Linked DNA regions of Mus musculus: regions 2, 3, 4, 5 and 6 are each linked to region 1. The links are chromatin contacts, called in public promoter capture Hi-C maps. All regions are on one chromosome and are shown on one strand. The core of a region is the stretch at or near the end of the contact, and the rest is flanking DNA. Distances in the headings are between cores, read along the strand shown. Region 1 holds the start of Pwp1 (PWP1 homolog, endonuclein). Region 2 holds the start of D10Wsu102e (DNA segment, Chr 10, Wayne State University 102, expressed). Region 3 holds the start of Gnptab (N-acetylglucosamine-1-phosphate transferase, alpha and beta subunits). Region 4 holds the start of Washc4 (WASH complex subunit 4). Region 5 holds the start of Washc3 (WASH complex subunit 3). Region 6 holds the start of Nup37 (nucleoporin 37).

Region 1 (4,176 bases), core at 653-3,152:
ACTCTCTTCAAAACTGGCATTCCCTCACCTAAATAGTGAGTCAGTACCTTTAAGGCACATAACAAGAAGGCAGTGGGGGTGGGGGGTGGGGTGGAACACATGCCTTTAATCCCAGGGGAGGCAGAGGCAGGCGGATCTCTCTGAGTTCAAGGCTACCTGGTCTACAGAGTGAGTTACAGAACAGCTACACAGAAAAAACCCTGTCTGGAGAAAAGACCAGACCAGACCAGACCAGACCTAACACTTCTGTATTAAGCTTGTAAAGGCCAACACTAGTTGGGTATTGTTTATTTACTTAAGCCCGCAGTGTGGGTTGGCCATAATGGCAACACTCCACATGAAGGTAAATCAACGGCTCAGTTTCTACTAAAGAGCCTCCAGATCTTCAGTGGCTCACACCTATAACTCTAGTATTTAGGAGGCTGACACGGGAGGATTGCCATAAGTCTGAGGCCACAGCGGGCTACAGAGTGAGACCTGGTCTCCAAAACAACAACAAAAAACGTTGAGATAACAAGAATCTCCCTGAGAATGACATTCAATTCTGCCTGAGAAAGATCCAGAAATTAAAGACTGAAAAACTCCGGGGAAGGCCGGAGGTCAGTCGGTAAAGCTTTTGTTGAGCAAGCATGTGGATCTAAGTTCCATCCCAGAAGCCACTCAAAAGCTGGGTGTAGTGTAGGGGACACCTGTAATCCCAGCACTAGGGACTACAGAGACGAGAATTTCTGGTGCCTTGGCCAGCCACTCTATCTCGATTGACTAACGCTGGGTTCAATCAGACAGCGCACACATACACAAACACATGAACATGGGCATACATACATACACATACACACACACAAAGGTATTTGTATTGCTTGGGGTTGGGGCATGACAACTAGGGATTTTTAAGACTCTCTTAATACTTCGAAAGCTGTGTATGGCCCTTTTAAAATGAAAACAATTTTCTTTTGGAGAATTTTTAATAAGGCAAGTGTTGTCCCTATCCTATAAATATACACTGCTTGCTTGCTGTTGGCAAAACACCAGAGAAAACAGTGACTAAACACTACCTGCACTCTGGTAGAATTTACACCTATAAGGAGTATTTCCATCCCTCACCGCATGTAAATTCATGTCGAGGCCACTCCCACGTCTATCACATATCGAGTTGTCACTACTCAGACAATTACACCCATAGCAACCCCTTCACTTCTTTTAGGACACTTACAACCCCTGACATCCCGAAAGTCAAGAACAGGGCTTTGCCCTATATCGCTCCAACATATCCCGGAACTCCAGGCTCCGCTTGGCTTGCAGAAAACACTGTGTAATGAACAAAACCGCCTGAGTAACCGGCTTCCTTTGCCACGGTCTCCAGCTTTTGTACAACTTCCTTCATACTGTGTTACACTGACACCTTGTTCTCTCTGCCCCATAACGTTTTATCCGGATCACCGTAAGAAACTCGTAACAAGCAAACACCCCCGCCCCTTCCCAGTGCACAAAAAGTCCACGTGTTCGTGCATCTCAGGGATGGGATCGGGGTTCCCGCTCCGGGCAGGGAAGGGGCGCGCGGTCTCTGCTCGCCCGGGTCACCGGAGCCACACCTCACATGGCTACAGTCCCGGCCAACCTGGCAGGTCCCATCGCGTGGCTCCTGCTGGGCGCGTGCTGCCCCAGACGGGGCCGAGCCCACGGCCATGCCGTGGCATCTCCCCATACACAGGCCTCACCTTGTCTGGAGTCTCTTTGGCCACGCCGCGGCGGACCCAGGCCACGCAGGTCACTTGGCGGCTGCGGTTCATGATCTTCGGTTTGAACCCGGCGCAGGTTGGAGCCCTGGGAGCTGGGAGACACTACTCTTGAGCTCCGCGGAGGGGAACAACGCGCAGGCGCGGGCGCTCGCTGACGTCACTCGCAGGCGCCAAGGGGAAGGGGAGGGGAATTTGCATGAGATGGGCGGGGCCGTATGCAAATCTACGACTGCTTCCTGTGGAGTTTCTATCTCCTTCCTCCTATTCTTCCATAAGAGTTCCCAAGCTCCATCCACTGTTTGGCTGTGTCTGTATCTGTCTGAATCAGCTACTGGGGGGAGCCTCTCAGAGAACAATATGCTTCTGTCTGCAAGCATAGCAGAGTTTCATTAATAGTGTTAGGGATTGGTGCTTGCCCACTGGACGGGTCTCAAGTTGAAATGGTTATTGGTTGGCCATTCACTCAGTCTCTGCTCCCTCCCCTATGCCAGCATTTCTTGTAGACAGGATAAATTTTGAGTTGAAAGTTTTGTGGGTGGGTTGGTGTCTCTATTGGAGTTCCATTCTGGATACAGGAGATGGCCTCTTCAGGTTCCACATCCCCAATGAGAGTCACAGCTAAGGTCACCCCCCACTGATTCTTGGGAGCCTCCCTTATCCCAGGCCTTTGTCTCGTCCTGGAGATGCAGGTTTCCCCCCACTTTGCAGATTTCCATTCATTTTCATGGCCATATAGCTATCTCTCCTGTTCTTCTCCATGCCTGATCCTGAATCCCCCATTTCCCCTCTCTCCCAGTTCCCTCCCTCCATCAGCCTCTTATGACTATTTTATTCCCTCTTCTAAGTGAGATTCAAGCTTCCTTGATTGAGTCTTCCTTCTTGTTTAGTTTCTTTGGTTCTGTGAAGTGGACCATGGTACCTGTATTTTATGGACAATATCCACTTATCACTGAGTACACACCATGCATGCCCTTTTGGGACTGGGTTATCTCACTCAGGATGATATTCTCAAGTTCCATCTATTTGCCTGCAAAGTTCATGATGCCTTAGGTTTTAATAGTTGAATAGTATTCCATTGTGTAGATGTACCATGCCTTTATCCATTCTTCAGGTGAGGGATATCTAGGTTGTTTCCTGTTTCTGGCTATTACAAATAAAACTGTTATGAACATTGATGAACAAGCATCTTTGTGGGATGATGGAACATCTCTTGAGTACATGCCCAGAAGTGGTATGGCTGGGTCTTGAGTTTTCTGAGAAACTGCCAAGTTGATTTCCAAAGTGATTGTATAAGTTTGTACTCCCACCAGCAATAAAGACTGCTCCCCTTGCTCCACATCCTCACCAGCATATGCTATCTCATGAGTTTTTTTTTTTTATCTTAGACATTCTGATGGATGTAAGGTGGAACCTTAGAGTTGTTTTGATTTGCATTTCCCTGATGATTAAGGACTTTGAACATTTCTTGAAGTGCTTCCCTGCCATTTGAGATTCCTCTGAGAATTCTCTGTTTAGCTCTGTACGCCATTTTTTAATTGGGTTATTTGGATTGCTGGTGTCTGCCTTCTTGAGTTCTTTGCAAATTTTGGATACTAGCCCTTTGTCAGATGTATGGTTGGTGAAGATCCTTTCCCAATTTGTCCTAATAACAATGTCCTTTGCCTTACAGAAGCTTTGTAGTTTCATGAGGTCCCATTTATCCATTCTTGATCTTAGAATCTGAGCCATTAGCATTCTGTCCAGGAAATTGTCTCCTATACCAATGTGTTCAAGGGTATTTCTCACTCTCTTCTATGAGACTTCTTAGTGTATCCGATTTTATGTTGAGATGCTCTTTCAAGATCCCTAAAAAATGGTATTAGAATTTTGGTGGGATTGCATTGAATCTGTAGATTGCTTTTGCTAAGATGACCATTTTCACTATCCTACCAATCCATGAGCATGGGAGATCTTTCCATCTTTTGTTATCTTCTTCAATTTCTTTCTTCAGGGACTTGAAGTTCTTGCCATAAAGGTCTTTAGCTTGCTTGGTTACAGTTACACCAAGATATTTTATATCATTCGTGGCTATTGTAAAGAGTGTTGTTTCCGGAGGGCAGTCATGTGAGTGCTCTATAGCCTAGTAATAGTGTCAGACCTTGGGACCTCCCCTTGAGCTGGATCCTACTTTGGGCCTGTCACTGTACCTTCTTTTCTTCAGGCTCCTCTCCATTTCCATCCCTGTAATTCTTTCAGACAGGAAGAATTATGGGTCAGAGGTGTGACTGTGGGATGGCAGCCCCATCCCTCATTTGATGTCCTGACTTCCTGCTGGAGGTGGGCTCTATAAGTTCCCTCTCCCTACTTTCAGGCATTTCATCGAAGGTCCCTTCCTGTGAGTCCTGAGAGCCCCTCACCTCCCAGATCTCTGGTGCACTCTGGGGTCCCCCCCCACCCC
Region 2 (4,176 bases), core at 683-3,182, 2.5 Mb after region 1:
GTAGAAACTAGGTACTTACAAGGGCTCCTCTGCATCCGAACTGTTTGAAGTGTAGAGGTCTTTCTGGGATGAGGCTTAGAGCTGATGAGCAACTGGTCCCAGATACCTGAAACCACACACACAAAACAATTCATGGCATAAAACAGCCCTGAGCAACAAGTGCAACTCAGAAATGAGATGAGCCTCTACACCAAAGAACTGTGAGAGCCGGGCCCATCAGCACAGCCTGAAGTCTGAACCACCCCTAACTCTGACAGAGGAGGAGCCAACACTCCTGTCTGTACGTCTATCTCCCCAACCTCTAGTACTGATCTAATAAATACACATTGACAAACAGGGAGGGGGACTAGGCATGGCAGGGCACACTCAAAAGACAGGCAAGTGGATCTCTGTGCTCCAGGCCAGCCAAGGCTATGTCTCAAGCACTAGCTGCTCTTGTTTGATTCCTAGCACCCACATGGGGGCTCAACTGGACTATAATTCCAGTACCAGAGCATTCGACACTTTGTGACCTCTTAAGGCAACAGGGATGCACAACGCACAACTTTAAACAGCACAGTTAGCAAAATGTAGACCTGCAATGAGTCTTTGATTTTAGTTAAGAAATTCAGATATGCTTTAATCCCAACACTTAAGAGGCACAGGCAAGAGTTCGAGGCTTGCCTGATCTACAGAGTAAGTTTCAGAACAATCAGGGCAACACAGAGAATCACTGTCTTGAAACACACACACACACACACACACACACACACAAAAGGTAAGTCAGAAGTCAGAAATAGGGCCCAAAAAGAGGGTTTTATGGACACAGTGCTTGCCTCCCAAATTGGAAGCGCTATTCACTCCCCACATAGTAGGAAGAGAGAATAGCCCCCTCCACATACCAGAGGTACATAATACAGAGAACCAGAAACGGTTATGTAGACTTGGGCAAGTCAGACTGGGCTTTTTTTTTTTTGTAGAATATACTTGCCTAGCTCTCCTACCTAGAAGGTGCTCAATTTAAAAAATTAATTATTCCGAGTTGCACCTTTCCAAACAAACCAACTGCCCAGTCCAAGCAACAAACACTGAAGACTCAAGCCTTTGCCCACTTTTTTTTTTTTTTTTTTTTTTTTTGTATTTTGTTCTTTGTTTATTCGAGACAGGGTTTCTCTGTAGCCCTGGCTGTCCTGGAACTCACTTTGTAGACCAGGCTGGCCTCGAACTCAAAAATACGCCTGCCTCTGCCTCTCCAAATGCTGCCAGGCTGGGCGGTTCCTAATGAACTCTACAAGGACCACCTGGCCTGGACCGGCTTGGCAGGTAGAGGAAAAAAAAAAAAAGAACCACCACCGCCCAGCGCCGGGCTGGCCTAGTCGTACCCCGGACAGACCCCGGCAGCGTCTCGGGCTCCGTGGCATCCCCTCCCAATTAGCGTCCCAGACTCCGCGGTATCTCCGACCTCCGCAGCGTCTCGGACTCTCTCGGTGTCCCATACCCCCGCAGCGTTCCAGGCTCCCCGGCATCCCTAGCCATCGCAGGGTCTCTGGCTCCTCGGCGTCCGCGGCCCCGCAATAACCCGGACCCCCGACTCCCCACAGCGTCTCGAGCTCCTTGGCTTCCCCGGCCCTGCCGCGTCTCGGGCGCCTCAGTGTCCCAGAACCCCGCAGCGTGCCCGGTCCCCGGTAGCATCCCCAACCTCCTGCAGTGTCTCCAGTAGCGTTCCCGGGTCCCGCAGTGTCCCTGACCCAGCAGCGTTCCGTGTCCCTCCAACCCACCCCGCTCTCCACCGTCGCTCACCTCCCGAACCCTCGCTCCCCGCCGTCAGCAGCTCCCTGGACACCGTGACCTGCGAGCAGGCTACAGAAGACGAAGAAACACCAGGACCGGTCCCGCGCTCGCCCTGGAACTCCATGCTTCCAACCCAGCGCCACTGAAAGAAGCCCGGATATAGGAAGGCACGGGGAAGGGGCGGGGTCAAGGCAGCAATTGGCCGAAACTAGGAGGTGGGCGGTGACTTACGGGTGCGTGGCCAGAGCTCGCGCCTAGAGATGAAGTTCAGACCCACGGGAACCGGAAGCGGGGGTGGGGCCGAGGCGGGGTGGAGGATGGGAACAAGGCACCACACTGCGTGGGCGGAGCGCTGCGGATGCACGTGTCAGGCGCCTAGTCTACCCCAGCCCAAGTCTAGCCCTAGTCTCCTCCTTTATTGTTGTTAGAAAAGAATCAACCCGGCTTGGTCAAGCTAAGCAAATGCAAGCATGAAGAAGGTGGTGCGAGGCCTTTGTCGTTATTTCCATTTTTGTTGTTGTTTGGGGAGGTTTCTGTGGTCTTCAGTTTGTAGCAATCCTGCTTTAGTCTTCCAGATGCCATAGAGGTGGGAGCCACCACACCCAGTTTCTTTTCATTTTCTATATTTTATTTTTTGTCATCCTGGCTGGCCCAGGTTGACTTCAAAATCACCATTTTCCAGCTTCCATTTCCGTGTACTTAAATCTACAGCCGCCCATTACCATACTTTGTTGTTTGTTAAAGCCTCACCAAGTTACCCCGGTTGACCTGGTACTCAAAGTCCACCTAGGTCCTAAATAGCCTGGATTTCAGGTCTGGATGACCAGACCCCAGCTTAGTTTACTATTTAACTGTAAACACAAAACCCAGAAGTGTTAAGAATGCTGTTTACGTTGCTATATATACAGCATGCCTTTGGAACACTGTCATGTCAAAATCCTAAAAGGTTGTTCCAGGTGGTAGTTAAAAGGTAGAGCTGTGAGTGAGGCACTGAGTTTGGTCTCCTACAGAAAAACAAATCCTTCATTTCTAAAAAGCTGAAACAAAACCCCTGAATGACAAACCCCATTCCTCCCCTCTTCCTGCCCCTGGGACCCAATGCTCATGGTTTTGTTGAGAACAAGCGAAAGAAACGTATTCCAAGTGCTACCATTTCATTTCCAGACTCCCATTTAATCATAGGGAGAAACTTAATTCACGGTCCCAGTCTCTAGGGAAGCTGGGGACTTCCCTATATCAGAACAGCTTCTGTTGTAAACAGTTGTCTGTGTGAACGCATCTCCTCAGGGACAATGTGTAAGGAGACAGTTATCTGAGTCCAGCCATCTCAGGGACAACTTCTCCATCTTGCTGGCAGGGTCAAGCAAGTTCATGTTCCCAGACCTAGGAACGAACACCTGTCCCAAGTCTACATGTTTTCCTAATTGTCTGTTAACTGGTAGAGAGCAGAGGAATTGCTATTATCTAAATCAAGGTGTGTAAGTTTTAAAAATATATAACTAATTGCCTGGTATGCACTAGTTAACTACATGCAGCTGACCCACTCCTCCCCACCCCCACCCCACCCCACCCCACCCCTGCTTCCTTATCACTCTGAGCTCTGCACCTAATGGAATTAAGGGCCTTGAAACCAGGTGCCCTGGATATGGCCCAGTACTCCCTTGTTTAACTTATAATGTCAAAACACAATTGGATAAGACTGCAGCTCCCCCCAGCTCCCCTCTCAGGGCTACACAGAGAAACCCTGTCTCGAAAAACAAAAACAAAACAAAACAAAAAGTACAATCTCCCTTCCAGGACGAGGTTCAGACCCCATACTAGCTGCCTCCCTGAGTGCTCAGAAAATAAAGCTTTTGTTTTTAAAGCTTCCATCTCTGAAGTGAGTTGTCTCAGCTCCCACCCCAAACCCAATAATTTCTCTTTCCGTGTAACTAGAATCATAAACTCTTGTTTGTGTAACTAGCATATTTCACTGAGAAGAATGTCTTCAAGGTTTATTGAAAAGGATATCTTTCAATTTTAATGTTGAATAATATGCTCTTGAATTTTGTACCACACTTTCTTTGGGGGGCGGGGCAGGGATTTGTTTTGGGGGGAACACTGTATAACCTAGGCTATATAGTTGAACTCCATGCTATCGATCTTCAAACACTTAATCCCAAGTGCTGAGATTACAAGCAGGCATTTGCTACCAGGACTTGCTAACAGTGTGTTTTCTCTGATAATGAACATTTGAGTTCCTTCCACCTCATGTCTGGTGTGAACAGGAGCAGCAGTAAATATGCAGTTGTTGATTCAAGTAGTGCCTTGAATCCTAGCATTCAGAAGGCAGGGAGGCTGGTGGATCTCTGTGAGTTTAAGGCCAGCCTGAACTACATAGCAAGATCTAAACCAGCCAGAGCTGCA
Region 3 (4,176 bases), core at 1,097-3,596, 2.5 Mb before region 1:
TAAGGACTATGCTTGCTATTATCATGGTTAGCATTAACTGGAGCCATTGGTCACATCCAGATTAGCTCTCCCTAGCCCCTCCCCCATCACAGGCCAGCTACCCCCACCTCTCCTGCTACCCGGTGACACTCTTAACTCTTATTTCTCTCATTTCAGCTAAACTTTTTGATCTGTGTCTATGAGCCAGGCCTCATGGCATACACCTTGAATCCCAGCACTCCAGAGGCAGAAGCAGGAGGATCTGAGTGCAAGGCCAGCCTGGTCTATATAGGAAGTTCAAGCCCAGCCTGGGCGACGTGGTAAGACCCTGTCTCAAACTCTTCAAGGCTGTAACAAATGCATTTCACGCCATGGTCAGTAAACAGCCCACTTAAAATGAACCAGGTTAAAACCATAAACCAACAACCCTAGCACTCAGAAGGGCTGATAACGGAAGACTGTGAACTTCAGGCTAGCCTGGGCAACTTAGTAAGGCTCTTTCTCAGAAATGAAAGCCATTCAAAAGCAGTCAGACACTAACTATGCGAAAACATATCAAGTTACAACACATGAAACGTAGACGGACCAGGAGGTGGTGGAAAACTAAAACACTCCACAATTGGAAGTGGGCGACAGTCTCATTCTCACCTGTAAAATTACTTTTTTCTAGTCCCTACAACCACTAAAAACACACTTAGAACCCGGCCATATCGCTCAGCCAATCACTAAGCAGACGCTTAGTATGCACACACTGGCACTGCCTGGCACTGGGCTTGGGCTAGGGTTACAGCATTTAAAGTGACACCAGTTTCTCCACCGAGCTTACAGTCCGGTGTAGGTGCTGAGCGCACACATACGTATTGTGCCGTTTTATAAGAGCATTCTGTTAATTATAAAACCCTTTTAACCTCTTACTAAAATATAAGCAAATAAATAAAACAGGGAGACCATTCCAAACTCTTTGAAAGCGCATGTTTTCTTCCTGTCTCCAGGGGCAGTGTTCTGTTGAATGGCACACTTGTGCCCATTCATTTCTGACCTGCTCATACCCCTTTGCACACTTAAGATGGCGAAGACTGTACTAGACTACCCAAGAATCAAATAACTGAAATTTAAACTGAAGAGTAATGGCAGTCCCCAGAACGTTCAAGGTATGTCTCCAAAGGAGCATAAAATTCATTTAACCTGGCTGCTCACACCTCCCAAACCGGTTGTCTGTGCTCTTTGAAGAGTTTACAGTCTAATCAAACTGCTTCACTGCACATCAATTAAACGCAGTTCTCAGTCCAAGAAGGACCAGCGACTTGATCTAAAAAGTATTAGCATAGCCCATGACGCAAGGGTGGGTCTGTGCTGGCTCTCAAGAGGTCCGGGGCTGGAGTCCAAGATCCGCAGGCAGTCCTAGTCACCTGACAAGGGCCCTACTCTGAGATAAGCACTTGGTGCTTCCCATCAGCGTGTGCATTCTCACTAGTAAGGCCTCCAACCCGCTGGCATGCAGCTGTACAAAACAGCAGAGCCATTATGAAAAAGGAAAAAAGTTAATTTAAAAAAATCTCCCTTTCACTCTGCAAAATTCACATGCAAAACGGCGCAAAATTCACATGCAAAACGGCGCAAAATTCACATGCAAAGCCGCGCATGCCTCTAAGACAAAGTCTGCGATCCAGAAGAAACAGAAGATAAGGTGTTTTGTCAACGGTGAAGGACTAGTAGGGTGGCACCGCAGGACTGGATCCTACGGAGAGCCAGGGAATGAAGGATCACTACAGAAAAATACAAACCCTAGGAGAGAGTTTCACCAGCGCAAGGCCTTAGAGCCAAAATCAAATGGCCAGAGGACTCTTGGGGACACCCTGCAGAAGGAAGGGGATCCATGCGCACGCTGAAGCACGCGAGGCCCGGACGTCCAGTCCAGCTGCTGCAGGCGAGCCGGGGAGAGGATGCACGCTCAGCGCCTGGGACTAGTGGGCCGTGTGCTGGTCCCCAGGCTGCAGGGAAGATGGGGAGGCAGAAGGGAGATTCGGGGTGCCGGCACCGCGGGGCTCAATCGGGGAATGCTGCGCACGCGGCTCCGGGGCTCGGGCTCCGCTACTCACCTCTCCGAACTGGAAAGCCGAGACGATGGTGACAACGACGCCCACGAAGCAGACGTAGAGCCCATACCTGTGGGATAGGCAGGTATAGGTCTGTCTCTGCAGGAGCTTAAGCAGCATCACCCCGGCCCCGCCACCCCACGCCAGGAGGAGCCCGCGCCGCGCCACCGCCTCAGCGAGCCGCCATTCAGGGGCCCCCGGACGCGCCGCCGCGCTTAGCTCACAGCCCCCGGCTGCCGCACATTGTCGCTCCGGCGACCGACGGCCCGCTGGGCTCCACGCCGCGGCCGCCGCTTCCGGGAGCCCGGAGCCCACGCCCTCGGCGCGGCGGAGGCGGACCCAGGGCCCGCAAGGCGCCCGGCGCCACCCGGGGTTGGCCTCGGAGAGGCGGCGGCGAGTCGCCAGCGCCACCTAGAGGGCGGAGGGGCAAGGGCAGGCGCGCGCCCTCCCATCTGCGCGTGCGCCGTGGGCCCTGCCCTTTGGGCCCTCTGCCTTCTGCACGGTGGGACCCACCCAACCAACAGGTAAGCGACCCGGGCTGTCCCCTGCAGTGTGCCAATGGGCAATCCTGATGAACCAAAAAAACACAGCTCCTGCCTCAAGTTTATCTTCGAAAGAAAATTTGAAAGATCGTGGCTAGGGAATGCATATTCGGCTTGTCCCAAATGACATAATCTACTCTAGACGTTCGTACACGAGGTTTAATTGGTTTTGGAAAAACAAAAGTCACTAATCGGGCATTTATCAAAAAAAATTTTTTGAGGTCACAGGTAGGCTGATTGTGGCAAAGCAGGGAAAACTAACGGATTTAGTTACTATCTGAAGCCTTAGCTTTTGATAGGTAATCAATCTGCTTATAAGTTTGTGTATGCAGGGGAACTCGCACGCGTGCGCGTGTGTGTGAGTGCGTGTGCGTGTGCGTGTGTGTGTGTGTGTGTGTGTGTGTGTGTGTGTGTGAGTGTATGGTGAGGGTCACTTGTTTCTGTCCTTCCATGCTGCGGGTTCAAGGAACTGAAGTCAGGCTTGGCATCACCTTAACCTGCTGAGCCATTTCAGAAACCCTTTCAAATACAACTGGGTAGTATAGCTATTGAATTGGCATTGTTAATTATAAAAAATTTTAAAAAGGAACTGGAGTGTTATAGAGAACTAACTAAGTTTTCGGGTCAAATTCACTTGGAGAATTGTTTGGGCCTACCTGGGTCTTTTTGTGTGGGGGTGGGGTGGGAGTGGGGAATTACCCTCATTACACGGCATACTCTCAAATGCAGTGTCTACCACAGTGCATACCTGTTGAGCACTTGGGACGTTGAGGCAAGAAGGTTATGAGTTCAAAGCCAACCTGGTCTTGGTAGTGAGACCTTGTCAATAAACAAAAGAAAATTAAAATGAAACCCCTCACTTTCCTACTTTGTTTCATTCGTCTAGTCCTCAACTTATCCTCTTTCTTCTGAAGCTTTCGTTGGTTTTGTTGGTTGGTTTGGGAATTATTAGGTTTTGTTTTGCTTGGTGGGGGGAGGGTGGGAAGGGGAGGGGACAGGAGTGGGGGAAGCTGGGACAGAACGGTGTGGAGGATTTTGAAACAGTGTCTCAAGAAGCCCCGGCTGGGTTCTAACTCCCAATGTAGCCAGGCAAGCCTTGAACTCTTCCCTCCCTCCCTTCCACCTGGGATTACAGGGCGGCACTACCCACCTCTTTTATCAGGCGTTCCAGTTGAATGCTTTGTGCCCTTTATCTTTGTAATCTCCATTAGTCTTATTCTTGGTTTGTCCTGATGTTCTTGACTGTGTTTCTCAAACTTGATACTTAGTTTATTCCCTCCTCCCCCCAGTATGTTTTCTAGTGCCAAGTTGACAGAACCCTGGGCCTGCTGCCTTTTTTCTTTTTTGGTTTTTTGAGACAGGATTTCTCTGTATAGCCCTGGAACTCACTCTGTAGACCAGGCTAGCCTCGAACTCAGAAATTCGCCTGCCTCTGCCTCCCAAGTGCTGGGATTAAAGGCATGTACCATCACGCCCGGCTGCTGCCTTGTTTCTTATAAACCTCAAAAGTTCAGATTTCCCACTAAGCACCGATTTTTATTGCCTCCCATTGAGATGCT
Region 4 (4,176 bases), core at 502-3,001, 2.3 Mb after region 1:
GCACTCACTTAGATAATTTTGGAAAACAATTAGTCTAGATATGATTCACAGCCCCAAAATTAATGAAAGCCAGGCACAGAGAGACCTCTTACCTACTGCTAACAACCCCGTGTTAATGTCTTACTCTATTACATGGGAAATGACCAAAGCATCCTTTGACCAGCAAATGGGTTCTTAAAGACTGTACTTGAAAGACATGCTAAGAGATCACCTGGTTAGACCTGGGTAAACGACAGCAACACTAAATTCCTTGCCAGTAAGATAACAAGTAGCTATGAACTCATAAAAGTTCTTAAAGTACAAGAAGAGACTAAGAACCAGTGGCCCTCTGTGCATAACATACTCCCCCTCCCAACAAACTGCATTTCTTGTAGTTTTCCTACTACTTTTTAAAGTTAGTAAACAACATTATGAGTTTCACCATGGCATTTTCATACATACATGGTTTTTATATTGTGTCCTCACCCACGTCCTGTTTCCACTCCTTTCCCCAGTCCTGAGCATCTAAAAAACTGATTATGTCTAAATAACTGATCATTCATTCCACTTAAAGCTGAAACCCAGTATACCTTCATTCCAACTTTGGTTAGATTAAACTAAAGTAGGGACCTCAGCGCACAATGGGGGGGGGGGGGGGGAGGAGAAGGGGTGGTTACTATCCTTCCATCTAGATTTTTCTTTATGCTGACTAAGACCAATATCTTAAGATCTGCCCAGCACCCTGAACATAGTTCAACTAGATGTAAAGGCAAAACACAGTTACATAGGAATCTGTACATGGTCTAGTATCTCTGTAAAATAATTCATAATGCAGCTGTACTTTATTTTTAAAGGCATTCCTACTTTTGGGAAAGGTATGCATTTAAAAATTTCTTGGGCAACTCGCCCCAATATATCTTCTATCACACAGAAAAAACAAACAAACAAACAAACAAACAAATCAACCTCCAGAGTGTCTCTAATTAGTTTGGGTTGTCCATTTATGCTGAAACAAACTATGAGGCTTTTGGGGTTGGAAGTGATTTTAAACATAAACTTGGACTTGACGTCATGAGGCAACTGCGAAGCAGATCTGATTTTTTAAAAAGTTAAAATAGATTTAAAAACCTTTTCAGCTATTTAAAAATCAATAAAGGGCCGAGAAGGAATAAGATATTCCTATGTTGGTTGATTTTTTTTTTAAGGCCAGAAAGAGCTGTTTTTAGCTGTCTCTGTGGTTCTAAGAACGTGAATCCAAACTTCAAAAGTTGGCTTGAGAAGCAAAGAAAAACAGGAAACCGAAACGGGAACCCAGACTCTTCTAGAACTGAAGGCTGAGCATCTGGGGCAAACCCTGGGACGGGATGGACAACCCGGGAGGATGGCCTCGCGCGGGGCTCCCCAGCGATGGCACCGCTGGCCCGTCACCGATTCCGGGAGGGACGCAGGGTGCGAGTGCACGGCCAGACGCGACCACACGGTCACGCAGAGCGCCCCAGTCCCACCCAGCGGGAGGGTCCCGAGAGGGCGGCTGCGCAGCGCGGCGCCGCACCGCGCCGCCCTCCGTCCGCAGCGCCGCCCGGCCCGCCTCGCCCGATGCCGGGGCTTACTCTGAGAGCCGTCGTCCACGCGGTCGAAGTCCCAGTCGGGCGACAGAGTGTCCACGGCCATCGCCGCGGAACCTCCCACAGACACAGCCCCGAGCAGCCACAGCCGCGACGCGGGCCTCACCCCAGCCGCTGTCACGGCACGTGACTTCCGGCTTCGGCCCCGCCCCCGCACGCCAGAGCCAGTGGACTCTCGGCCCTGCGGACCGCGGGAGCCGCTGGGAAAGCGAGTCGACCGCCTGCTCCCGGCGCGGCCGCCATAGTGATGGCTGCCGTTGGCATCCTGCATCCTTTCCTGGTCTCGCTGCCGTTCACGACTGTTCTCAGGGCACATTCCGTTCCTCGAGGCTCTTTTTTTTTTATATCCTAGGGGATTACTCCCTCAGTCTAACCTGGAAAGAATGGAAATAACCGGGTGGGGCCCAACGCAAGACCCGGTCCTTCACCTGGACACTGCCCGAGCCCTTGGACCAAGATGCCTGTCTCACCAGCTCCCTTTCTGTCTTTACCCTCGCGATTCCTTGATCCCCTTGCACTTCCTGTGCAGATTATTTGTTGAGAAAAGACCTGTGTGTGTAAAAAAGTAATGACTTTAAGAACGCCACCAAGCAATCTCACTACTGGGTTTGCTTTACATAGATCACTATTCTTTCTTTCCTTGCTTTTAAGAAGGTGGGGTGGGAACTGTGTTACCCTGAGTTCTACATCTATCCTAACGTTTACACAAAACGCTTTCTATCAGGGCAGTTTTTAGTATGTACTTCTACGAAGCAGTCTAAATAGCATCAAAAAAAAAATCATAATGTAAAATTTAAGACATCCATACTCTGAACTCCTAGAAAGCTACAAAATGAAATAGGTCTCAAATGGCATTAAAGAAAAAAAAGAAAAAAAAAAAAAGGAGAGGAGTCGATTTTAGAACAATGCATATTTGCTGTAACATCTACAATCGACGTAAACGTTTATTTATGCTCATGTGTTTGCAAATGCATAGGAAGAATTCAAATCTCATTAAAGAAGACTGGATTACTTGAAAACGGGTAGGTGCTCATTAATACAAAGTGGCTCTTAAATTTTTCTTGTGTCTATTAGCTGAGTCTTTTTCAAGCAGAGTTTTAAAGTTATTTGCATTATATAAAGTACCACAAATCAATATAGAATGTTCTCTTGAAGAGCATGTTCTGAGATGCTAAGGTTTGGGCTTGGTTTTATTTTGAGACAAGATCTCATTATCGTAGCTGAGAGTCCCTGCTGCTCCTGGGCCTGTGACAAGGCTATGGAGGGAAACCTCTACAGATCTGAGCCACAAATGAACATCTTTACTTTGTAAAGTGCTTTCCTAAGTGCTGGGAATACAGGCATGTGTCACCATGCCTGGCATTGCAAAGAAATTAGAAAATGCTTTTTTTTTCTAACAAAAGTGTTTGTTACAGTGACAGCTGACAAACACATGTGGACTTAGTGTGTCTCTGGCTTCAGGGTGGCCTATTGGAATTTTCAGTTTCTGTAGCATGCAGTTCTGGCAGCCTTCTTTAGGTTCCATATGGTAGCTGTTGGCAGCTTCGGGCCCACATTATCACAAGACTAAATCTAGCCCACGAGAGAAAAAGAGCACGCTGAACTGATAACTCGAACAAAAGTCCCAGAATCAAGTCTTGCCAGCAGTGATTAGCCTTTCTTTACTTGAGCACACTTTCCAGCCAATCTCAGAAACCCAAATATCAGGAGGGGTGGACCCATTGGCTTAGTGTAGGTCACGTGCTCCACGGATGCCCTGAGCTAAGAAGAAGCAACTCTCTAGAGATCACTTAGCCTGGAAGTGGAGGAGACAACGATACAGAAGCCAATGGCTGTCATCATAAAAGTGGCTTTATGTAGCAGAGGGAACAGCCATGATGGTGATTGCATCACTGATCCACTTGGTCATTAGCAAGCATCTCACAGTGACATCCTCCCAGGCTTTTGAGTTAGAAATTAATTATTATGGCAGGGTTTTTTTTAAAGTTTATTTCAAAATTCCTTTTGTAATATTTTATGACTTAGATGCTTACATTTAGAAATCTAAATAAAAGAAGTAATGCTTTATTAATAGCTAGCACGTATCTTGTGCTCATTGCATAATCTATAACAAGAGGGTTTTTGTTGTCGTGGCCCAGACTAACTTTGAACTCACTATGTAGCTTAGGCTGACCTTGAACTTCAGATCTTCCTGCCTCCAGTTACTAAGTGCTGGGTTTACAGGCATGTGCCACCATACCTGGCATTGCAAAGAAATTAGAAAATGCTCCTTTTTTTTTTTTCTAACAAAATCCAAACAAATAAAATCTGGGGAAAAGTTGAAAAGTGGACAATTCAGAACATGATGACTTGTAAAAAGAAAAGACTTGGCAGAAATATATTTGGAGGAAAGCCAAGAGTCTAAGAAAACCTTTATCACCAAAGTTTGATATGGCCTTTAAATGTAACTCTATAATTCCATGCTATGTCAACTGCACATTTCCACAGGAACTTTACATGGGCATCTAGTGAACATCATTGAATCCACAACTGAATTTTGGGTACTTCACTCCAAAACCTGCTTCCCACCCTG
Region 5 (4,176 bases), core at 949-3,448, 2.3 Mb before region 1:
TAGAAAATGAATATCTGCTTTCTTCTGCTAGAAGCTCAGTCTTTATATACTCTAACCTAGCATAAAAAGGGTAAAAGAATTCATATAAGAATGGAAAGGTAAAAAACCCCTTTACTCAGTGGGTTCCTTATCCTATTTAGAGAAGCAACTGTGTGAGAGAAATACCGACAGGGCAGACGGCTCTGCAGCTGAGAGCACTTGGGCAAAGGACCCAGGACTGAGTGCCTGCACCCACAGCGAGGCTCATAAGTGTCCATAAGTACAGTTCTAGGTAGCCTTCAGCATTCTTCCGACCTCCATAGGCATCAGACATACATGCAATCAAAACACTCACACACATATCATAAAATAAGTACATCTTAAATGTTCTCATAAACCAAAAAGAGAAGAGAAGAAGTGAGGCCTAGGAGCAAGCACCAGTCTTGGGGCTGTTCAAACACAAGGCACGCAGAACTGGGCTCCTTACTGCATCAGCACATGTTTTACTTTCATTTGTCTCAGTGGAAAAGCTGAAGGAAATCTGATAAAGAAAGAAAGACCACGGCCGGGCTGGGGGTGTCGGGGCAGAGTGCATGTGCGGAGCATGTTCAAGGCCTTAATCACAACCCATCATAAACAGATCAAACTGTACTCAAACCAGAAGCTTCCTGTCTCTGGGCAATTCCGATGAACAGCCACACATTCAGCAATCACCGTTTTCTCAACGATAAGCCTCACATATGACAATATAAGAAAACAGGATATTAAATCGATCCGGCTGTGACTTGTCTATAGGTTTCTAATTTGTTATTTCCTTTCTTAAATTCAGTTTCAATATATATTCCCCATTTTCCTCTAAAATAAACAAAAAACAAAACTTTTTGCAAGCTCAGGAGAGGTTCCTGGACCTGGCACCTAATTCTTATCTATGTACTTAATTATCACTTCATGATGTATCCAGTTATTTGCAGAAAAGTATTTTTTGAAACATGTATCTCTAGGCTGCCTCCATGAATCCTTTTTGGCACAAAGGATGGAAAGCAATTCGATATAAACTCGAACATACATTTAAAATGTAATCTCTAGAATAGGAAGATGAAACAAAACCTTTCAAATAAAAAAAAAATTCCACTGTGAAATTCTGGAATTCCCTTTGTTATAATTACAACAAACTTGGCTGAGCTATCTCATGGAAGCTTCTAGAATACTAATTCAGTTGAGACAGCGCACAGGACTTATGGGGACAGAATCAGAGATGCTAAGGCCTTAAGACATTTGAATTTCATGGCAAAGTGAACACACGAAGGCTGTAATTCTTGTTTGACTTCATTTGACTACATTTGTCACCACGAAAGACGGAAGGCGACTTCTCGGCCGCTCCATGAAGTAGTAGCCCGGGACCTACCTCCTCACAAACTGCGGAAAACCGGTTGAGAAACTGCACAGTGTGCACCACAAACTGGTTTAGAAAGGCCACGGTTCTTTTCTGTTGAATAGCTGGCACCTGTGTCATGTAAAAAAGCAAACACGATTCTTACAGGAGAAACACACTCTCTGCAATCCTTTGGATATCTGGATTTCATAGAGGGGGATGGATGGTCTTTGCCCTGGGACATGTGGTTCACGAAGGGCTAAGAAGAGTCGCTGATTTGTTTTTCTGAATCTTGTGTGAGTCAAACACACACACACACACACACACACACACACACACACACACACACACACGAGCAGCTAGAGAGTCGAATAAGAGGTGAAGTGTCAGAGGTGGTACTATCTCCAGACTGTCAACCTCGGGCGTAGAGACACGTGATGTGGGGAGCAAAGGCTGCGTGGCACACCAATTCTTTTCTTAGCCCAGGAGGGACCCCTTTCAAAGTGGACTGCAGGGCTCCCCCCATTGCCCAGAGTAGGAAAACAGGGGCCCGGATTGGGCCTGGAGAGGTGGCGTCTCCCTGGGAACCAGGGCCCCTTGGCCAAGCCTCCTTCCCTGTTTGTCGGACGCTCAAGTCGGTCTTTTACAAACCTTGGTCAGGTCTATGCCTGACCCCATGAGAGGAAGCCCATCCTCATCCATCTCCTCAGCGGATGGGGACCCCGGGGCTCAGGCACAAGCTCCTCCCAGCCCAGTAGAGAGCCCAGACTCCTTTCCCAAGTTCCTGCCTTCGGGGCCTTTCCGGAAGAAAGCGCGAGTGTTCACCATTCAATGGGTGGCTTCAGAGAGGCCGCCCCGCCCCCTCGCTCTCGCTCAGCATTCTGGGATTGGTAGTTCATGATTCCGATTGTAAAATTGGGCCGGGGAAAAGCTGCTGATGAGCAGGTTTCACAGTTGCTGTTTTAGCTGTAAAATCTGAAAAAATCTGAAAAAGAAAAGGGGGTGGGTGGGTGGGAGTGGTGGAGTGAGGGAAAGAGACGGAGAGAGAAATAGAGAAAGAGAAACAGAAAGAGACAGATTCAGACAGACAGAAACAGGGAGACAGACGCAGGGTTGGGATGAGGTCAGACTGGGAAAGTTAGAAGCTGAGCTGTATCCGTTTTGAGATTTTAATTGCTTAGTCCTGTTACAAAACAAACAAACAAAAAAAAGATCCATAATTCACTGAAGAGCACTTCTCTTTTTGTGTAATCCTACTAAGTGCCAGATACTCTGTTAGCCCTTGTGAAGTCTAGAGAAGTCTGTCAGAACTTGTCTTCAGCCCTGGCAAGCCTCATGCACTGGAGATCCGTTTCTAAGGGTGTTTGTTTGTTTGTTTTGACATAACATAATTTCAAGCAACAACTGAGACACACAGCTGTGAAAGTGACTGCACTTACGTCATGTAAACGATCTTACACCTACAGTATGAAGATTTTGGTTCAGAGTTTGGCTGCACATTTTACCAGCGATGTGAGTTAGGGCAGGTCACCTAAGCAAAAGTAAACCTTTTTATTGTACCAAAACAAGTACTGAAGAAGTGACAGGATCTCCTCTGCTACACTAGTCAAAGGGAGGACATGCAGAATTTTGATGTGCAAAAGTTAGATGGACGTGCAAACAAACTCCTGTGAAAGTTGTGGCATTGCAAATTAGCATGTACAAACACTTGTAGATCCACGAGTACATGCACACCACATGCAAAGTGTGCGGTTCTGTGGATAATAGGAGCTTCTAAGTTGTACAAGAAGAGGAAGCCGACTTTAGTATCTACTTAACATTAAGAGCAGTTAAGATGACAATCTGGAATAAACCTTTGTCCAAACAAAGGTACAGAGACATGAGGGCATATGGCGTTTAAGGCAAAGGAAAGATTGTTTGGTGGTGTAAGTAGAAATGCCCAGAAGTGGAGAATAATGAAACAAGGCAGAAGTAGACACAAAAGCTGACGAAGGGCCTTTTATGGCAGAAGAAGAGTCATGTTTTTCTGAATGGGATTCGTGAGCTTCTGTTTGGGAGTGCTTCTTAAAACGCCCACTCCAGGGCCGGGCGTGGTGGCGCACGCCTTTAATCCCAGCACTTGGGAGGCAGAGACAGGTGGATTTCTGAGTTCGAGGCCAGGCTGGTCTACAAAGTGAATTCCAGGACAGCCAGGGCTATACAGAGAAACCCTGTCTCAAAAAACAAAAAAACAAAAAAAAAACAAAAACAAAAAAACAAACAAACAAACAAACAAACAAAAAATGCCCACTCCAGAGGTTAGCCTTAGACAAGCCAAATCAGGATCTCTTTTGGATAAACGTGAATACTTGCATTCTAAAATGCCACTCCCTGGAAAGCTGTGTGGCTAGCATAGCCACCTTCTTCATTGATTGTTTCTAGGCCTTCATTGTGTTACCTGCAGCAATGCTTTTACTGTCAGGGTCTATGGGACTTCACTGACCAAAAGCTCTAAAAGAGGTAATCCATTCCTAGTTCTAGGCTTTTTGTTAGCCTGCAGTATCTAGCAGGGGCATTGTTGCCATGAAATAGGGCAGTTCCATTAAAATTATATATGCACATTGTATTACTCAGGGTTCTCTAGAGCCACAGTCTCTACATACCACCACTCCTGAATCTGGGACTTGCTTTGTCCCAGGCTGACCTTGAACTCAGAGATCTTCTTGCCTTAGTCTCCTAGGATTCATAGCCACTCTGCCTCAAGATCTCCATGCCAAGATCCAAGTCAGAAATTTGTATCTCCCAGCCTCAAGATCTGGGTCACAGGTGAGCCTTCCGATTCCAGA
Region 6 (4,176 bases), core at 1,243-3,742, 2.3 Mb before region 1:
TGTCCACATCTGTTAACACAGCAATGAGGGAAGCTCAAGCCTACCTCTGGTCGCTTGCGTTTTCAACACGTAAGTGGTCCACATTGGAGAAAGTTTTTAATAAGTCTTTCTTAAGCCAAGGCCACATTATTTGCCTGACGCATGACTTATGATTCTGACAGTCTAGCAGAACTTAGGCCAAGGGTCATAGAAATATAGTCCTGTAAATATTATTTTGGTACACCATAATAGCAGAAACGAAACTCTGGGAAGATGGGGTGGTGTTGAGCCTTCAGTGCCGAATGCTTCCTATGTGGACCCTAGGTTTTCCGTGAGGAACCATGTAATAAGTCTCTTGGAAGCGATTTCTCTTGGATGATTAAATATGAGGGTATAACTGCCACTGCTGCTCATACTAACCACAAAATACACATATATGGATTACCATGTGCCGAATGTATTCTGGGAACTTTATGTGCACTCACACACTACCCCTCACAAACCAAATTAGGTTTCCCGAATCTCCACTCTTAAAGGGATTCAATCATATTCCTTACCTTCAGAGAAGAGCGGTTCAGTATCTAACCAAGTTTAGCCATTCGAAACTAAGTGTCTAGGTTCTCAGGTTACACAGACCTCAGAGAGAGCTATGATGAACGCCAGCTGTAAATGTAATCCTATATGGTTATATGAATATCTGCTGCAGATACACAAGGTGTGAAAGTAAGCTAATAGGAAAGCTGAACATTATCTATGAAAGCTAGGAATTTCTTGGAAGATAATTGTTTAGCCTTTCAGTATCACCTTGTTTCCTATGACAGAATGATGTGGGGAAATCTGAAGTGTATCTAATACATAGAAATACATGTGTGCTCAGTTATGTTGGACTTTATCAGAATACACCTCTACGAATCATTGGTGAAAGAAGACCTTCATTGTTTTTACATCTATCATCTATATAATGTATACACATGTCTCAACAATTAGTAACGGGAATTCCCTGTAGATCTTCAAAAAATTTTTTTTTCTTGTATTAAAAGCAACATACTTTTAAGTTCAGCTTTGGTTTGTACACATTACTGATAAAGTATCTCTACTGTCACTCCGTATAGTTTGTGGACTAACCTGAAACGTACACATGCCAACAACCACATAATTACTGCCGCCATATGCAATCAGGTTTCCTGAATCTCCACTCTCAAAGGGATTAAATTCTACCACGTGCACATAATCTTCGCAATCCACGGTGTACGCAGCATTTCTTGTAGCATCTTGCTTCATCTTGTATCCCAAAGCTGGAGCAGTTGTAAGAATCAAATAGTTGTTTATTGCCTGTCAGGAAACTGTGGATCACAAACAAAATTTACAAAGTGTTTGTCATTCAACAGAAGAATCATAATGGGGCTTGGTATAGCAATGTCAGAGCCAGCTCAAAAGAGAAGTCTGCTTATATTAACACACACATGAATAAATTTAATACAAATAGAGTCCTAAGATTATTAAGCAATAGAGATGCAGCACTATTTGTAGTTGGAAAGTTGTACTGACACTGTCATATGCAAGAGTACCATAAACGCCGGTACTACCAATAGTCCCTTCTTTGCCTATGAAGAAATTTGCCAAGTTCGTCAACAGGTTGAGGATTTAAAAGATTTAGCATGTGTTGGGCCTACATGCTAGAGAAAACACAAATACACACACCTGCCTATCTCAGGACTATGCTACATTATTTGTTCGAATTATATGACCTTTAACATTCTAATTTGACAGACCACCTGAACTATCAAGGGTCCGATGAACTGGAAAGTCCCACCCCTGCCTAAAGACACATGGAGTCCAAGAGCCTTGAAGGATAATATCAGGTAGCAATAGTTATAACCAACCATTACCCATGCAATAAAATAAGGAGATTAAAAAATACAGGCTCTGGAGTAATGTGTGATACTAACGTTATTAACACCTGTCACAATCCTCAACTAATTTGTCTCGAGACAGGTAGTGTGTACTGTAGAAATAGCATTCTCACGTGCAAATTAATTTTTACTTTGTTGTTAATGAAAAGGAGGCACCCTAGGCTAAGAAAGAACACGTAAAATCCTGAGTTATCTGCTGAGTTTTTTCAGATTAAGTCCCATCTCAGAGAGACTGGACACATGTTACGCGGGACCGGCAGGTGAGAAGACCATAGAGCAGAGAGGTATAAGGCATGCAGGGGACTTGAGGTCCGGATTTGATGGCAACCCCTGACCTCCAGGTCTTTAAAGCCCTGGGTCAATATTCCCAGGGTCCCTGGAGTTGTGTCCCCCACGCGTCGCCCGAGAAAACCCACTCCCACCTCGCGAGGTCACAAGGAAGAGCTCTGGAGAACAGGGAAGCGCCCCTGGGGAAGCAGCACAAGCTGGCGATCCCCGGTCACCGCACTCGATACGCACCTAAAGCAGGGGAGGCGACCTGGGCAAGGCTCTCCCGACCATAGGTGGCCAGGGCGTGCGCCCGCTCTGCTTCCGGGTCGGAGGGCGAGCGCGGCGATTGGTTCCCAGGTCGTGCCGCGAGATTTGAAAGGGACGCCGAGGCGATTCAAACCTCTGCCTTCCGGCGTCCTGGCTGCGCTGCTCCTCCCTCCGCTTGCACCCAGCCTGGGTCACTGGACGAGGTGGGTCTGGTCTCTTCTGTGCCCCCGGGTCGCAGTTCCAGTGGGCATTCGGGCTGCTGCTCTGCGAACGCATCTCGGTGACAGCGACGTGCCAGCCAGTGGCGTTGTCTGCGCAGTGGCTTCGCCCCGACTTCACGGTGTCCCGTGGAAAAAAAGACGCTAGGGCTTCGGCAAGACCGAAACCCATCAAAATCTTCTTTTAGTCCGTTAGATCGGGGATCTGGCACACGACGAGTGCAGGCTTCTCAGATTTTCTGTCGTTGCATCCTTCAGAGGGCCATTCCGGACCAGGCAAGAAGAATAACTGTCACCTGTCATCTTTTAATGGAGATTTGCTAAGTGCTGGCAATAAGGAGGTTGGCTATTTCCTTCACTGGTGCCTTATAATTCTGTTAAGTAGTCCCAATTATGGACGTGGAGAAATTTGTGGTAATCACGAGGTACAGCTAATGCAGGGGTGTGGTGGCAGGGATAGTTAGCTAAGTGTGGTGCTCTCTCACTTTACCTTCCAGCGACAACTACCTGTCTCAGATTTTCTGCTCCAGTGCACTTTGAATCCAGTTTAAAAGCAAGAGTTTATTCCCTCTGACACCTTCTGTTTTGTTCATATCCAGCGTCTCATCGAGTCTTCACAACAGGCTGGGAGGTAGAACAGAGGGGGCGGCATAGTCCTGATTGCTTTGTGACCATTCTTATACCTGGGCAGCCAGATCTAAAGTTAGGTAACCCTGGAAAAGCTGGAACTACAGTGGATATTGGCATGCCAGCCCAGATGCCTGTTGGTGAATAGCCAGATCTAGAACTAAACATGGTTTTACATGTTTAAATGGTTGATGGAAAAAAAAAATATTTCAGGCAAACTAATCATATCACCCATAGCTCATGCTTTTGTGTCTTCTTCAATTTTGTTTTTTAAGAGATAAATAGGAGATAACCTAGGTGCTCATCAGAGAATTGTGAGTGAGGCCTGGGGAGGTGGCTCACTGGATAAAGCGCCTGGACAGCTATGAGGACTGGAATCCAAATCCCCAGGGCTAACGGAGACACTGGTGTAGTAGTCTGCTTGCAACCCCAGTGTGCTAGAGGTGTAGACAAGTGATGCCGGGGCAAGTCAACAAGGTGGAGAGCAGTGGAGAAGACACTCAGTGTCAACCTTGGGCCTCCATACACATGTGCTTACATAAAGGCGAACATATACACACAGCAGACTTGTAAAAAGAGACACAGAGAAGACTGGAAGTAGAGAGGGGACTGATTCCATAGCATGGCTGCCTAGAATACAGACACATCTAGGCTTATTTTGAAAGGGTTCTGTATGCATGCAGAAGTTAGGGAAAACTTAGAAATCTTGAATTTATGCTTTTTTGGCTATTTACTAGCTTCGTGTCATTGAACATTATTTTCTTCATGTGTCAAAACCAGACATTTGTAGACTGACATCATCAGGACACAGGAGATGGAACAAAGTAATTAATATTAAATGGAAAGTATTTGGCACTAAGAAGCTTCATTTGTTCGTTGGCTTATTATCAGTTTGCTGTGTA

Evidence for each region. Promoter capture Hi-C pulls out the DNA fragments that hold promoters and counts their contacts.
Region 2: a contact with region 1 is called in a promoter capture Hi-C map of liver, with 8 times the contacts expected there. The contact joins the promoter of D10Wsu102e here to the promoter of Pwp1 in region 1. A contact is called at or near these places in 2 of 39 promoter capture datasets (the C10 cell line and liver).
Region 3: a contact with region 1 is called in a promoter capture Hi-C map of liver, with 10 times the contacts expected there. The contact joins the promoter of Gnptab here to the promoter of Pwp1 in region 1. A contact is called at or near these places in 2 of 39 promoter capture datasets (liver and pre-B cells) and 2 of 9 other capture datasets (adipose tissue and liver).
Region 4: a contact with region 1 is called in a promoter capture Hi-C map of liver, with 6 times the contacts expected there. The contact joins the promoter of Washc4 here to the promoter of Pwp1 in region 1. A contact is called at or near these places in 5 of 39 promoter capture datasets (cranial neural crest, hippocampal neurons, liver and 1 more).
Region 5: a contact with region 1 is called in a promoter capture Hi-C map of pre-B cells, with 5 times the contacts expected there. The contact joins the promoter of Washc3 here to the promoter of Pwp1 in region 1. A contact is called at or near these places in 5 of 39 promoter capture datasets (the C10 cell line, hippocampal neurons, liver and 1 more).
Region 6: a promoter capture Hi-C map of pre-B cells shows a contact between it and region 1, with 6 times the contacts expected there. The contact joins the promoter of Nup37 here to the promoter of Pwp1 in region 1. A contact is called at or near these places in 3 of 39 promoter capture datasets (hippocampal neurons, liver and pre-B cells) and 1 of 115 datasets of contacts at active chromatin or transcription factors (embryonic stem cells).

Annotation. Positions count from the first base shown.
Region 1 is chr10:85,869,557-85,873,732 of GRCm38.p6, reverse strand. It overlaps Pwp1 (PWP1 homolog, endonuclein), which reads right to left and starts at 1,902. Exons shown (of 15, transcript NM_133993.3): 1 at 1,719-1,902. The coding sequence starts at 1,790.
Region 2 is chr10:83,357,977-83,362,152 of GRCm38.p6, reverse strand. D10Wsu102e (DNA segment, Chr 10, Wayne State University 102, expressed) reads right to left here and starts at 1,932. Exons shown (of 4, transcript NM_026579.3): 1 at 1,780-1,932; 2 at 20-106. The coding sequence starts at 1,894.
Region 3 is chr10:88,377,438-88,381,613 of GRCm38.p6, reverse strand. Gnptab (N-acetylglucosamine-1-phosphate transferase, alpha and beta subunits) reads right to left here and starts at 2,346. Exons shown (of 21, transcript NM_001004164.3): 1 at 2,079-2,346. The coding sequence starts at 2,195. Gm40733 (predicted gene, 40733) reads left to right here and starts at 2,550. Exons shown (of 5, transcript NR_168608.1): 1 at 2,550-2,599.
Region 4 is chr10:83,541,516-83,545,691 of GRCm38.p6, reverse strand. It overlaps Washc4 (WASH complex subunit 4), which reads right to left and starts at 1,751. Exons shown (of 33, transcript NM_001033375.2): 1 at 1,590-1,751. The coding sequence starts at 1,650.
Region 5 is chr10:88,199,119-88,203,294 of GRCm38.p6, reverse strand. It overlaps Washc3 (WASH complex subunit 3), which reads right to left and starts at 2,198. Exons shown (of 7, transcript NM_026070.3): 1 at 2,003-2,198; 2 at 1,385-1,483. The coding sequence starts at 2,053.
Region 6 is chr10:88,145,308-88,149,483 of GRCm38.p6, reverse strand. It overlaps Nup37 (nucleoporin 37), which reads right to left and starts at 2,492. Exons shown (of 10, transcript NM_027191.2): 1 at 2,412-2,492; 2 at 1,105-1,322. The coding sequence starts at 1,260. Parpbp (PARP1 binding protein) reads left to right here and starts at 2,543. Exons shown (of 11, transcript NM_029249.2): 1 at 2,543-2,988.